4 separate regions of the Mus musculus genome follow, and all the other regions are linked to region 4. The links are chromatin contacts, called in public HiChIP or PLAC-seq maps. All regions are on one chromosome and are shown on one strand. The core of a region is the stretch at or near the end of the contact, and the rest is flanking DNA. Distances in the headings are between cores, read along the strand shown. Region 1 has its middle 19 kb from the start of Gm51859. Region 2 overlaps Ebf1 (early B cell factor 1). Region 3 overlaps Ebf1 (early B cell factor 1). Region 4 holds the start of Ebf1 (early B cell factor 1).

The links. HiChIP or PLAC-seq counts read pairs in DNA pulled down with a chosen protein or histone mark.
Region 1: a contact with region 4 is called in an H3K4me3 HiChIP or PLAC-seq map of pro-B cells, with 3 times the contacts expected there. The contact joins the enhancer-like site here to the promoter of Ebf1 in region 4. A contact is called at or near these places in 10 of 39 promoter capture datasets (the 3T3-L1 cell line, the C10 cell line, frontonasal cranial neural crest and 4 more), 3 of 15 datasets of contacts at CTCF or cohesin (embryonic stem cells, large pre-B cells and pro-B cells), 5 of 484 Hi-C or Micro-C datasets (the C2C12 cell line and uterus), 14 of 115 datasets of contacts at active chromatin or transcription factors (the 230-238 cell line, craniofacial prominence, embryonic basal ganglia and 10 more) and 5 of 9 other capture datasets (adipose tissue, embryonic stem cells, embryonic trunk and 2 more).
Region 2: an H3K4me3 HiChIP or PLAC-seq map of pro-B cells shows a contact between it and region 4, with 5 times the contacts expected there. The contact joins the enhancer-like site here to the promoter of Ebf1 in region 4. A contact is called at or near these places in 10 of 39 promoter capture datasets (the 3T3-L1 cell line, 3T3-L1-derived adipocytes, the C10 cell line and 6 more), 3 of 15 datasets of contacts at CTCF or cohesin (the NIH/3T3 cell line, large pre-B cells and pro-B cells), 15 of 484 Hi-C or Micro-C datasets (B cells, the C2C12 cell line, CD4 T cells and 8 more), 22 of 115 datasets of contacts at active chromatin or transcription factors (the 230-238 cell line, the NIH/3T3 cell line, Th17 cells and 16 more) and 3 of 9 other capture datasets (adipose tissue, liver and pancreatic islet).
Region 3: an H3K4me3 HiChIP or PLAC-seq map of stem cell-derived neural progenitor cells shows a contact between it and region 4, with 40 read pairs. The contact joins the enhancer-like site here to the promoter of Ebf1 in region 4. A contact is called at or near these places in 3 of 39 promoter capture datasets (cranial neural crest, embryonic stem cells and liver), 1 of 15 datasets of contacts at CTCF or cohesin (the NIH/3T3 cell line), 20 of 115 datasets of contacts at active chromatin or transcription factors (the 230-238 cell line, bone marrow-derived macrophages, craniofacial prominence and 14 more) and 3 of 9 other capture datasets (adipose tissue, embryonic trunk and pancreatic islet).

What each region holds. Positions count from the first base shown.
Region 1 is chr11:45,068,332-45,071,659 of GRCm38.p6, reverse strand. No RefSeq gene overlaps it. Among named protein-coding and RNA genes, the nearest start is that of Gm51859, 19 kb to the left of the region's middle. Within about 2 kb of position 1,524, at least 21 of the 459 cell types and tissues checked have an H3K27ac peak or open chromatin away from gene starts, as enhancers often do. A contact at or near this core is called in adipose tissue and pro-B cells, where this site is marked.
Region 2 is chr11:44,946,861-44,950,305 of GRCm38.p6, reverse strand. The region is part of intron 10 of Ebf1 (early B cell factor 1); the gene reads right to left. Among named protein-coding and RNA genes, the nearest start is that of Gm51859, 140 kb to the left of the region's middle. Within about 2 kb of position 1,560, at least 53 of the 459 cell types and tissues checked have an H3K27ac peak or open chromatin away from gene starts, as enhancers often do. A contact at or near this core is called in the C2C12 cell line, the NIH/3T3 cell line, adipose tissue and 6 more, where this site is marked.
Region 3 is chr11:44,974,969-44,978,280 of GRCm38.p6, reverse strand. All of the region lies in intron 11 of Ebf1 (early B cell factor 1), which reads right to left. Among named protein-coding and RNA genes, the nearest start is that of Gm51859, 110 kb to the left of the region's middle. Within about 2 kb of position 1,615, at least 27 of the 459 cell types and tissues checked have an H3K27ac peak or open chromatin away from gene starts, as enhancers often do.
Region 4 is chr11:44,616,684-44,620,222 of GRCm38.p6, reverse strand. It overlaps Ebf1 (early B cell factor 1), which reads right to left and starts at 2,123. Exons shown (of 16, transcript NM_007897.3): 1 at 1,911-2,123. The coding sequence starts at 2,044.

The DNA.
Region 1 (3,328 bases), core at 275-2,774, 450 kb before region 4:
AACTAACTGGCCACTCAGCCAGCGAACCCAATGATTCCTGGCTCTCCAAAGTTCATCTGTTAGAAGTCATTGGGTTAATTGTGCAATGCCCCGGGCCCTCCCCAGAAGAGCCCAGAAAAGTTTAGTATGCCTTGTGTACCCCCATTGTTCTCTAGGAAAGCTGATGTTTTCCACCTCAGATGGTATGTTGCAAATGCTTTATCCCAGAGACACTGGGGGCCATGAAGAATGGAATGCTGCCCACAGCCAGATGTTTGTAAACCTTAACTCTGAAATGTGGCACAGTACCATAAACTGTCAAGTTGTGTAAAAACTAAAGCAAAGACAAAAACAGAATGTAATATTTACCAGATGAGATTTCTTTATGTGTGTAATCTTGTTGGAATTTTGGGAGTATTCAACTCTCATCCATTTCAAAATGGGGTTTGGGTTCCGCCCCAATTTACCCCCTACTCCTCACTCTTCATCTCTCCCTCCTGCCAAGGAAAGGGAAAGTACCAAGCATGAAGGTCTCTGCCCTAACAAAAAGAGAACTTTGTGTGGCCCCGGCATCAACTATGCATTTAAAGATTTGCACAAGACATTTTGCCACCAACGCAGGGTACAAGACCTCTAAACAATATTTCTGTGACCCTTGATTCTAAGAGTTTGGGATAGCAATAGGATGCTGTGTGTTTTGACAATTGTAGTCCTGCATGAGCAGTTGAACAGTGGCAGAAGTTCTTTTTCAGTCTGTGCAAAATAGAACTAGGTTCAAATTGGAATCATCAGTTAGATATGGGAGAAACGATTCTCTCTATGGATGGGATCTCAACAACATGTCTAGTCTGACAGAAGAAGCCAGGAGACAATACCTGGTTAAACTAATTGGTAATGTGAAAACCTGTGAAAAAAATGAGAGGATTTTCAACCCATTTGAGATGTGATCATTATAAATAAACATCATGTTATGCCAGTTTTTAAATTTCATAAGATTGTGTTTATTTTATGTATATGTGTATTTGTCTGAAGGTATGTCTGTGCACCAGAATTTGTTGTACCTGCAGAAGCCCAAAGAAGGTGCTGTATCCCCTGGGAGAAGACTTATAGATGTTGTGAGCCAACCATCTAGGTGCTAGATACTGAATCTGGGTCTTCTGCAAGAACACCCAGTGCTCTTAACTGCTGAGTCAGCTCATCACTCCTGTTATTCCAGTTTTAATTTATAAAAAGCAAATACAAGCTTCATTTGGAAGCTTGGTGGTAGATACCTTTTCTTTAAAGAGAGGAAGTGAAATCTTTGATCGGGTAGCTTCATTAGGACAAAGAGATTTGTCAGAGGTAAGCCTGTATTGGTTACTACCCTGTTGCTGTGATAAAGTATCCCCAAACAAGCAAGGTAGTGAAGAAATAGATATTAGCTTACAATTGGGGACAGAATCCATCACAGTGGGGGGAGACATGCCAGCTGGGTGGCAACGAAAGGAAGCAAGAACAAGAAACAAGCTGAAGGGTGATCACAACTGCACACAGAAAAAGAGAGAAAAAACAGAAGTGTGTCTGGCTTTAAACCCTGAAAACCACACCCTCCCGGGGGGGGGGGGGGAGTAGGATTATTTCCTCCAGCAAGACTCCACCTCCTAGAAATGCCAAAAACATTCCAATAAACAGCACCACCAGCTAAGGACCACCACCAGGACCAAGTCTTCAAATACATGGCTTCAAATACATGGACACTTCAAATTTAAACTACCGGAGTGGTCTAAAATGTTTGTTAAAAGGTGGATAGAGTTGAGTGAAGGAGAGTCAGAGCCAGACCAGGAGAAATCTATCTTGTGCACCAGAATGAAAAAAAATGAACACCTAGGCCAAGTTGCTAGAATCAGACAACCTCAGGACCTGAATTGGAAAGTCACACTAGATGACATGTCATGGCTTGATCTCTCTCTCTCTCTCTCTCTCTCTCTCTCTCTCTCTCTCTCTCTCTCTCTCTCTCTCTCTCTCTCTCCTTTTTTGTGGGGGGTGGGGGTGGCATTTGCAGGCTGAGGCCTTAGCAAAGAAAACCAATGTCCCTAGAGAAATGGGAATTTGGTTTTTGTATAGACAGAGGCACACATGATGTGAAAAGTATACATGCCTTAAAAATATTTGTGTGGATTTCTATGTTTTTGTCCCTGTAGAACATCTCAGATAGGCTTCTTTCTTTTGTTGGACTGCCTCAGGTGAGCCTCTGAAAACACTTTGATGATAATGGAGTTTCAGCACCTTAGAAGTCCAATGCAAGAAAATGTTGCTAACTTCTGCACTTGAATTTTAGATTTTTAATAATCAAATCTGGATTTTAAAAGAGAGGTATATAGATTAATTTTTTCTGGGCTTGGGTTGGAGCTTAGTTGGTAGGGTGCTTACGTAGCATGTCCAAAGCCAGGAGCTCAGTCCCAGGCACTGCATGAACCTTGCATGGTGGTCCATGCCTGTAATCTTAGCACTGGTGAGATGGTAGGAAAGTCAGGAGCTCAAGGCTATTCTGGACTACATGAAAAAGTCTGAGGTAGCCTGGGCTACTGGAGGCCCTATCTCAATCCCTCCTCCCTCTAAAAAAATTATAAAAAGTAGAAATTATCATTTAATTTCTTTTAAACAAGGCTGTTTTATGCACAGCTCAAGTACAGCAAAACCAGAATAGAGAACGGATTCTGGGGAAAGCATGGTAATTGTGCATCATAAAGTTGCGTTTAATAATTGTGTGCTGAGTGGAATTTACGGCATGACACAAGGTAGGTGAGAGTGGGGTGGGTTTGCAAATAAAACTGCTAACAGCCACATTCCAATTCCAGCCTAGCCGGTTGATTTCAATTCTTTTTATCCAGCTGTGTTGCAGCGAGTGAAACTGGAAGTGTTAATAGCGAATTAAATGAAATAGATACTGTACACATGCATGATGGGAACCGTAAACTCTGTAACCTTAGCAGAAGATTCCAGAGGAGGAGAGAAGATCCCCCTGGTGTGCTAGGAAATAATTGGAAAGAAATTTCCTTTCTTTCCAGGCCCACTTGTGACTAATGGAGGCTCTGATGACAGAAGACCATGCCTGTGCTTTGCGAGGTCAACATGGTAGTTTCAAATTGCAATTAAAATGGATTTCTGTATCCCTCACCTACCCCTCCAACCCCTTGTCCAGTGACTCCTCTCCCCATCCAGGTCCCTGAACTTCCCCTCTGTGATGAGCTCTTTGCAAACACAGAGCTGGAAAGTCATTCTTTTTTTTTAACAAAACAGTGCACATATTACCAATGTTTATAAAGTACACATTGGGTAGCAATAGCCAATAATGTTGATTGACACTGCC
Region 2 (3,445 bases), core at 311-2,810, 330 kb before region 4:
ACTGGGAGACTGGGAGACTGGGAGACTGGGAGACTGGGAGACTGGGAGACTGGGAGACTGGGAGATTGGTGAGAAGCCCAGTGTCCTGCGGTTGTAAAACCTTGATAGGGTCTCCAAGTCATTTTCCTCAAATGTGTGCAACCCACGAAGATAATTATAGATGACCATTTCGTAAGCACTTTATTGCTTCCCCCCCCCCATAAATTTTAATTTTGGAAAGTTAAAAGTGAAAAAAATGTGGTTTCAATTTCCTACAAATTGCACACAATTTAGTTTTAACAAGAAAATAGGAACAAAGTGGGGGGGGGGTCATGTTCTTTAAAGTGAATTAGGAACTAGAGTTTGTTTCTACCCACTCAATGCCATGAGAAAAATAAAGCACAAGATTTAGGATCAATGCCTCCCAAAAATGGAACTCATGAACCATGGTAGAGAGACATAGTCTTTAAAAAAAAAATCTAAACATGATGTAAGCAGTCTAACAGCAGAGTAACACCATTGAACTGAGCTAGTCTGTGTCTGTAGAGAAGAAAGCAAACTTCATGAAGGCCAGAGGGAAAATGGTGAATGAAACTGGGGTAGATGCTGATAACCCTCACACATACGTAGCAGAATGTGTGTGAATAAGAAAAGGCTGCATGACCTCATGAGCTCTTCATTTTACTCTCAACTGTGCTGCCTACAACGAAAGACAATTAAAAACAATTATTCCTGAAATTATTTAAACACACAGCTAAAAATAGAACAAAGCAACAGAATTACAGAATTGTCAATATATATGAATATATATGTGTGTGTGTGTACATGTATAAACATATATACATATATGTGCATAGAATATATATATATATATATATATAAAAGAAATTGTATCCTTCTGCTGAGACCTGGCTGTCATCTCGGTGTTAGATCATGTTTTTTCCAAGGTAGTCATCTGTGGCGACTAGCCTGTTAAAGACAGGAAACCCACAAAGTGTCTCTACCACACCAAGCACACTAGCTGGAAAGCAAACAATGAAATCAGTCAGCCAGGTGTTTTCTCTCGTGTGCCAAACTTGGATTGGATATTGTGTCTCCTTAATTTGTCCTCTGCCTTGGTAGCTGTGCACTCTGTTTGGTAAGAAAAATTATGCAAGTAATAAACTACTTCATCAAAGTTGTTTCTCTTTTGATCAAATTACATTATTCAATTATACCACCGACCCTTCTCAAATGTTCTACTTCCAAAAAGGTTTACTCCCTAACATGCCCTAAGAATCCTTCCAAAATATTAGCATTTGTAGTCTTTAAAATAAACAAATAAACAAAAAGACCCTCACTACTTCAAGTTTTCTGATCAAAAATAATAACTCCCTAGTATTTTTTTTCTAATTAGGGTTGAACTTGCAAGACTAGAATGCCTCTGACTATCGGAACATGGAGTTCTGGCTTTCAAAGGTCCAGCCATAAACTTAGACTTGGCAAACTTAGCATATTACTCATTGGCTAATAATCCCATTAGTCAAAACTGCAAGCTCTTGGTCAAGTGCATATTTTATATATTACTGCATGAAACCCTAGCAGGAGTCCCACATCCCAAATGTCTTTTGAAGGCACAGGGATTAACATGAGGCAATTTCCTCTGTTCACACAGAAACGCTGGCTTTCCCCCATGCGAATATCAGTAACTATGTGGGATTGCTGAAAGGCCGTTTGCTTCCTTCTGCAACCACATTAGCCGTCCCATCAGGCAACGACTTCCATTGAGTTCTGCATTGGCTGTCCACAGTAGTCACCTGTACACAAAGCTGTATGGTAGCAAGAGAAGAGGAGGGCCTTGTTGCAAAATACTCAGAAACATCAAGGGTCTGAAACTCTCTGCTATGCAGACTGAGAAGAAAGCACGTGGTTAAATGGAGTATTCTTTTCTTTTGGTTCAATATATCCTTTCAAAACAGGCCCCGCAAAAGCCTTCTAAACCTATGCCACCCATGTCCACTAGGCTCATTTCTAAACCCGTCACATCAGATCAAAAATGTCAGCCCTACCTGCCAAGGAGCAGGAAATATTTGACTCACTGCTCCAAGTACCTCATTGCTCTCTACAAAACCAAAAATGCGTGGAAGATGTGGATGAAGAAAGGAGACTGCATTCACTTGTGTGCACGGAATTTTAGTTTCAAATATTCTTTCTTACTCAATATTGAGTCAATCTTCAGGATTTTCCATCTTAAGAGAATAAAAAGAAAAATACCCAACTATCCTCAAACCTCTTGTGGGGATGAAAGGGAGAAGGGAGCTGGGATGAGTGCAGACACTGACCTTGGAGTTACAGCCTGTGGCTTCTGAAATCCTGAAGAAGAACAGTTTTTTTGGTTTTTTTGGTTTTTTTTTTTTTGACAAGAGATAATGATGAGGGGGTGAATGGGTGGAATGGAATTTTTCTCCTAACTTCTTACTATATATACTTTTTGGATAAACAAATGTATTGGTTATGTTAGAACGCCTGCTTAGTGCCCGTTTAAAGAGGATGGACCTCAATAATTAGAGAGAAATCAGAAAAATCAGACTCAATCCAATCCTTTCCACTCTCAACTCTCAACCTATAGGGTAAGCAGCCTTCCATTGGACTGGTTCCCTGGAATCTTAGACTGAACCATCTAACTCCAGGCATCTACAAAGACTACCACCGCAGTGTGCCACATCACTTAAATTTGTGTTGTACTGACAACACAGCCTCTCTGTCTCACCTTTACTGTTTGTTACGCTGGGTGGCCATGCTTGGCATATGTTGGCATTCAATAAATGGCAAAGAATGAAACTCAAGAAAATAACAGAGTTGTTTATATTTTGGGGAAATTCACTTTACTGTCAACTATTATTGGGCTCAGTCAAACAGATACCTAAAAGCAAAGAGAAGAGCAGGGATCTCAGAGGATTTTGATAGATACATGATAGACTTGAAATTTCTATAGACATTTATTTTAAAGTGCTGAGACCCATAAGGGACCCAGTTCAATGCTTAGGGGAGGGGAAAGACCAGTACTGGACAGCTGTGCAGGCCAATGATGGGCAGGGATCTGTGGAGGATGGTGGGGGGAGACTTATGAAGGACTTTGGTACACATTTCATCTGCAGAAGTGAACCCAAAAACCCAGGTTCCCAAACCAGGGTTTAGTAACAGATCACCTAAAGTTCTACATGGAATAGTGTGGATAAACATTTGGAAGCAAAGTGTAAGAAATCAGATATTCCTGAAACTTCTGAGTTGGCTAAACATCTGTAGCACTTTTAAGAGTTGTCAGAACTTAAGAGCCTGCTTTGATAAGCTTTGGAGTGAGCCCATGTCCTAACATACTTCTGGAATCCTGGGCCCTCAAGGTAGGTACACACCACCCACTCTCCCTTGAGCCTCCCAAGTTTAAGCCCTCATTTTGACTGTTTCTTTCTTTGCAGCCAAATCTCAA
Region 3 (3,312 bases), core at 366-2,865, 360 kb before region 4:
CCCTTACTGACACCTGCTGGAATCAACAACCACCTTCATAAACCTTTGGACAAATTGAAGCTCTCCTGTCTCGTGTCCCTTCTGAGGCCAGTTATAGGCAAGCACTTAAAATATTGTGATCACTTACAGCAGATTAGAATTTTTTATTGGCGCCGTGTTGCCATAACAACACGAAGACAGCAGATGACTTAAGCTAGGCTTGCAAAGCACAAGGCTGCTCATCTGGCAGTTAAAATGAATACAGTTCATTTCACAAGTTTCCCATATGGACTCTTAGTATATGGTAATGAGGAGACCATATGGTGAGAGAAAATGCTCTGTGAACAATCAGGATCCAATGGCTGAGTGGGAAGTTGGGAGAGATAGCCGAGTGAGAGATTCTGGTGTGCTCTAGGGGGGTTCGAGGTTTGGCTGGGGTTTTGGTGGGGGGAATGACTGTTTCCCATAGGGGTTTTGAGTTTCTTAATCCATTCCTTAATATGTCGGCTGTGTGAAATGACAAACATCTTGCAAATTTTGCAATATCATCCATCACAGACTGTCAGCAGTGTTTGCAGATCTGACTTGCAAGATCCTTTCAGTGTGTTGTTCTTAAAAGGCAACGGTACCAAGTTTTTAGACAAAGTGCAGGGAAATTTAAGCGCTTCTGACAAGCTGAGACATTAACAGTAATGATTTTAAAAACACTCACATCTTTTGCCTGCATGTTTAGCTGTAAATAATGCTAGAATATATAAAAGCTTTAAAGGAAAAAATGTAATAAATACTTTTTATCATGTTTCATACGGGATGAAAAATGCCGGCAGCCATGTCTATGGCTGTCTATCCATGCAAATGTATGGAGATGGATGGCCCCTACTCCCTTCACTACCAACCAGAGGAGAACCTGGGCAGACAGTTTGAGCAAGACTGTACAGTCAATCCTGTACTATCCATGCTTCATAAAAGATGAATATAAATGCATTAGTTAGACACGGTGAGCTAAATTAGAAGGTCAGGCAGGGCTGGGAGGGCTGAAAAATCACACAAGCAATGAGTGTAATTACTCTTTCTTAAGTCTATTAAGTGGTGTTGTTCTATCAAGGCTCTGGGGTATAGGACACGAAGAACAAGATAAAGTAATGTGTATTTATGACTCCCGCTGGATCAATTTGCCAGATATTTTCAGCTCCATAAAGCAAAATACACAAATGTGGCCTTTGTTGCTTTTCCCAAACTGCTTGATTTTCTCTATAAGGGAGGCTGGATCTTGTAATCAAACAGTATTTGCTTGGTACAGATTTCCTCACCAGCCTCTCTCAATGAAGGAAGAAAGAAAAGCTACTGAGAATCCGAGGGGGATGGGCAGAAGATGCTGATGAGGGAGAGGAAGCAGGAGGCAATAGCCTTCAGGCAGAAGTATTTGAGTTTTGAATAACCAGATCTGAAGGAACAGTGGAATGTTAACATACTGGACACAGGGAGGGGTTTGAACTCATAGACCCAAGTTCAAGTTTGAGCTTTCTCACTTGCTGGCACTGATGCCATAGCAAGTCAGCAGACAGATCTCCTCCAGGGACTCAGCCTAAATGCCTCTCCTGTGGAATGTGAGATGTATGTCATGCAGAGATTAGTGTCCCCACTTACTGGAGACTCCCCAGCTGCCTGGAGCTTCTCTTTGCATGCATTATCTCCTTAGTTCCTAGCAGCACTGTGAAACAGCTGTCCCACAGAGGAGGAACCTGAGGCTTCAGACTTCCATGCACAAGGCCTGGGTTTGCCTTCCAAGCTCCTTGTGTATCTGGCTGGCATGCTGGCTCACTTGGCCTCTCTGCTCTGCAGCGACGCCATCAAGCAGAGCTAGACTTGCAATAGGCGTGAAACACACAATCCTGGCTTCGCAAGAGTCATATAGCCCATGTGCAGGATGCTGGGCTAGGCTCAAGGCCTGCTTGCACTGCCTGTGAAATAAAGCTCACAGGCTGCGGATAAAGATGGGTAGCAAGCTATCAAAAACTTCACACACACACACACACACACACACACACACACACACACACACACAAATGGAGACACTACTTAAGGAGTTCAAAGCAGAGGGAGCTCTTTGCTCAAAGTTTGTGTTGAATCACTGAAGCAATTAGCATCTCAGCTTCATTGGCCAGAGACCTCATCCCCCTCCCCACCTCTCCTATATAAGAACTCAAGCTGGACCCCCAAAGTCAGGTTGCTCCTGTCGGAGAATTTCCCAAAGTTATATGGACACAGAGAAAAAGGTTCATTCGTCAGGGAGACAGGATAGAATACTATGTATGTTTTAAGGGCCTTGGCCTGCTCTTCTCTGTGTGCAAATGAAAGAAATAAAAGCCCTAACCAGAGAGGGTTAGTGTAATTACAGTGCCTCTCAGAGATGAAATGATTTACAGAGAGTCTGTTCCCTCCTCTTTCCCTGTTTGGTAAGTGGGGAAGATGAGGAAACTATGTCTGTTTTCCCAACTCCTTTCACAAGAGGGGATCCAGTAAAACAAAGCAAGTCCTCCTCGTTTGAAAAAGTGCAAGCCTATACACAAAGGCATATTATTATGGAAAGCTGTCTGCGTGGTCTTTGGAGCAGTTTCATTTGACAGAATATGTGGGTGGTTGTATGAATCTAGCTTTGTCTATTCACAAACACATGGGTTTAATAAAGTGGGGTTTGTTTTTTAAGGTGTGTGGTCCGCAGTTCACTGAAGCACCCCTGTTTGACAAACACTGGCCAAGAGTCTGAGGAAGGCAGAGGCCCTTCCTAAGGCCCTAACAATGGAGAGTAGGAGTATAAATCTCTCTCAAGTCCACAGGAATACCTTGTGTTGGCTCCATCCGCCACTTCCTGACCCTGCCCTTGAACCCTTGCTCCACCTTAACACTTAGAGCCAAGAGGACAGCCAGTCTGCCCTGAGTCACAGGGAGAGCTTCCTGGGGTGGGCTCTTCTGGCCACAGTCCTTCCATAGTTGGAGGAGCTGGAAGCGAGCTGCAGTGTTTCCTTAACACACACATAGCCATTGTGTCCCTGATTGCCCCTCCCAAATCCAGGAAGAAAAGGTTCAGTGGTTCACCCCAAGTCCCCTGGGGACAAAGTGGCATGTGCCTGAGTTAGGTATCCAAAAGTTTAAAATTTAATGTGCAACATAAAAATGCCTTTAAGTATAAGTAAACAAAACTCTACCTTATACTCTGATTTCTCTCCTATCCTTATTTAAAAAAAAAAAAAAGCAAAAATGAAAATACTGTTGGGCTTAGCTAGATCTCAACCATTTAACGAGACTTGGCTCCTATTTCCATCCTTCTGTAAT
Region 4 (3,539 bases), core at 874-3,373:
GTCCTCCCCTTCCAGAGACAGCGGGTCATCAGAACTCAGAGGTGTGGAAGTTTTGTTTGGGTTTTGGGTGTGAGATGAAACGCTACAATCTTTACTCCACTTGAAACGCGCTGCGTGGAGAGGAAACGTGACCGTGGGTGAAATGAGACGGGGTTAAAGAGAAAGTGCGCAATTTACTACTTCGAAGGCCAGGGCGTGGGAATAGGCTCCGACTACGCCTCCAAATCTCGCAAGTAAGTGGGCAGGTGGAAATGCATGAAGGCATGCTAGGTTGTTCGCTGCCTCAGCCACCCTCCAGGAAACTCCCTAGCCTCGGCCAGCTGATGGTACCCGACCTCAGCACGCTAATTTTCTACACAAACGGCAAGCAAGCGGAGAAGGGTCCCTGATTGGGACTCGCGGCTATTAGAAATGATCGATCGCCATGGGAAAGAGAACTGGGGCGTCTTGTTTTACTGTTGTAAGTGACTGTTGTTGTTTGGTTAATTTTTTTTTTAAATAAAAGACCTGTCTTGCCAAAGTTTTGCCATTCTGAGAAATCCTCCTCACACATTCCAGAAACCCAAAGGGCCAAGGCTTCTTGGCTGAGAAGATCCGCGGGGGACTGGAGAATAGGATGCCCGGGGGCACCACAATGACAGCCCAAACTGCCGGACACTATCGGACAACACACACACACACACACACACACACACACACACACACACACACACACACTTTCGCTTCTAGCCTAGTTACCCAATTCACTCTCACTACCAACCACTCCCAACCCTGTGCTCATGGGGATGGAAACAGTATAGGACAGTTGTCCCTAGCCCTTCCCCCCAAAAATGGAAAGATGGAACTACTCCCCATTCCCCTTCTGCACCCTTTATGTCTAATGGAGCCTGGGCCCACAAAGTTTTCCCCGAAGCCCAGGTGGTGGCCAGCAATGAAAAGGGCAAGGTACCATTTCTCACTTGGGACTAGGAGCCCCTGGACAGGGCACTGGGTGTGTCCAGGGAAGTTCCTCAAGTTGGTCTCCAAGAGCATGGCCTCCAAATCACTCAGTGTAGGATCTGGAGAGTGGGAGAGGGACTGGGGAAGGCCAAGGTGACAGTGGATGAGGGTGGCTTTTAGGAGATGTGAAAATTAAAGTTGGAAATCACTATTCTACAGGCAGACTGAGAAAAACTGAAGGCTAAGAAGTGGAGAGAGGAGAGAGTAAAGAACCAGATAGGAGAAATAAGAGGAGACTCCAAGAAGAAAAATGGAGAGAGAGAGAGAGAGAGAGAGAGAGAAACGGGGGAGAGAGCCAGGTGAGGAAAGAGAAGAGAAAAACGAAGAGTGAAACTGAGAAAGAAGGGGGGAAAAGAGTGGAGAAGGACAAGAAAAAATTAAAGAAGGTAGAAAAGGGAAAGGAAAGATAGGGGGAAAGGAAAGAATTAAAGAAGGTAGAAAATAGAAAGGAAGAAAGGGGGAGAGAAGAAAATTAAGTAGGAAAAAAGAAAAGAGGGAAGAAGAAAAAGGAAAGAACTGAAGCGAAATAAAGGGGAAAGGAAGCGAAGAGAAGGAGAGGAAAAGGGAAAAATATAACCACACAGAAAAGAAAACAAGCGGTCAGAAAAGCGCAGCTATCCAACACCGAGCTGCAGAGACGCCTCTTCTGGGTTAAAACAAAACGAAAACACTCGCAGATGGGGCTGCGGAAAGTGCCGGCAAAGCTTGGGCTCGGCTCCCTCCAGCAGCTCGCTGATCTCTGGCCACCCGGCGACGAGTGCTGCGCAGCCGAGGAGCGCGGAGCTCGGGCGGCGAGCGCAGCGCAGCGGCAGACGCACTCGCGTGGCCAGGCCCCGGGTAGCCGCGCCGCCGTCTCCGGGCTCTCCCGCTAGCCGGTGGCCTCTCCTCCACGGTCCCCCAGCGGTACCCACCTCTGCGCCGCTGTGTTGGCGTCCAGCACCCCGGCGCCCTGCATCCACGTCCGCACCGCGTTCATGCCGCTGCCCAGCGGCTCTTCCTTCATACTGCTTCCACTCCGTTGGATGCTTTCCTGGATCCCAAACATGAAAACAACCTTTTCTTGTGGAAAAATCTCCTCCCCTTTGAAAATATTTGAAAAAAAAAAAAAGGAAAAAAAAAAAAAAACGCCAACCACAGATTTTTTTTTTTTTTTTTGAGTCGATGAGACTCGCGCTACATCAAGGCGGGCTGAAAAGCAAAATTTTTAAAAATGTAAACCTTCGCTCAAAACTGAGCGATAACAAGGAGGGGGGCGAGGGGAAAAAAAAAGAAAGGGAAAATCCAACGAAAAGACCAAAATTAAGAAAAAACAGAGATATATGCCTGGCTGTTGGGGGTTGTTTGGTTGGTTGGTTTTGAGTTTGGGTGCTTTTTTTTTCCTTTTTTTTTTTTTTTTTTTTTTTTTTTTTTGCTTTTTTTTTTTTTTTTGCCTTTTTTTTTTTCTTTTTGTAGTAATCACAGGCCGTTGGAGAACAGGAGGGGCTGGAGTTTCCTTTTGTAGCGGTACCTTCACTTGAAGAAGCAGGAAGAAAAAAAACCACCCTGATGACAATTTAAGAAACAATAGATACGACTCTCGAAGCCGGCTTGGCTACTTGAAGTGTCATTTTCCACAACCAGGCAAGTTTTTTTCTCTCTCTTTTTTCCTCCTCCTCTCTCAACCAAAGATGTTTCTTTCCTTTCCGTGCGTGTAGATGAGGACGCTGGTTGCTGTAGACAGATACACCGGAGGGGGGGGGGGGAAGGGGAGAGAGAGGGAAAGAGGAAGGGGGGAGGGAAAGAGATAGAAAAAGAGAGGAGAGGGAGAAAGAGAGGGGTGGACCCTGCTGGATGGAGATTCTGTTTTCTCCTTGCTAAAATAGAAGTGATTTGCAGGCTCTCCCTGTGGAATCCAGTTTGACTCTCCCCAGAGCTAAACACAGGCACACTAACCCCAAAGGGAAGGAGGCGGGGCCCTCGCAGCCTAGACACGCCCCTTCTTTGCATAACGTCATCCTTCCGCCTTATCACAGCCAATCGCAGCTCCCGAGCTGGCTTGTTCACAGAGCCTGGCCACACTCCCTCATTAACATCCTTCTCCTTGTGGCGCAGGGGAGCCGCCAAAGTTCCCGGCAAAGTGGCGAGCAAGGGATCTCTGAGCTCTAGCGTCTAAACTGGAAGGAGCGTGGCCTTAGAGAGCGAGAGAGGGGGCAGAGGGAAGGAGATGGAGGTATCCTGAGTCGAAGGGGTATGCACCATGGCAGTTCTTAAGCATCCCTTCCGAGCCCTGAGCGCGACGGAGGCGTACTGACTGCGTTCTCTTTGGGCAGACGCCTAGTCCCTTGCTTGCCTGTCCTGGGACTTCGGGGGCAAACGTGGAGGAAAAAAGGACTGACCAGGCAGAAAAGGCAGGATGCCCATCCCAGGTGTCCAGCTCTTCACTCTGAAACAAGGGTGGCGGGATGAACTTTATGTGCGCGAGATCGAGACTTGAGGGCACTCGGAAGACATTATCTCCGTGTCAGGAGAGGTAGAGAAACCTAAAGCCCCAACCAATACGA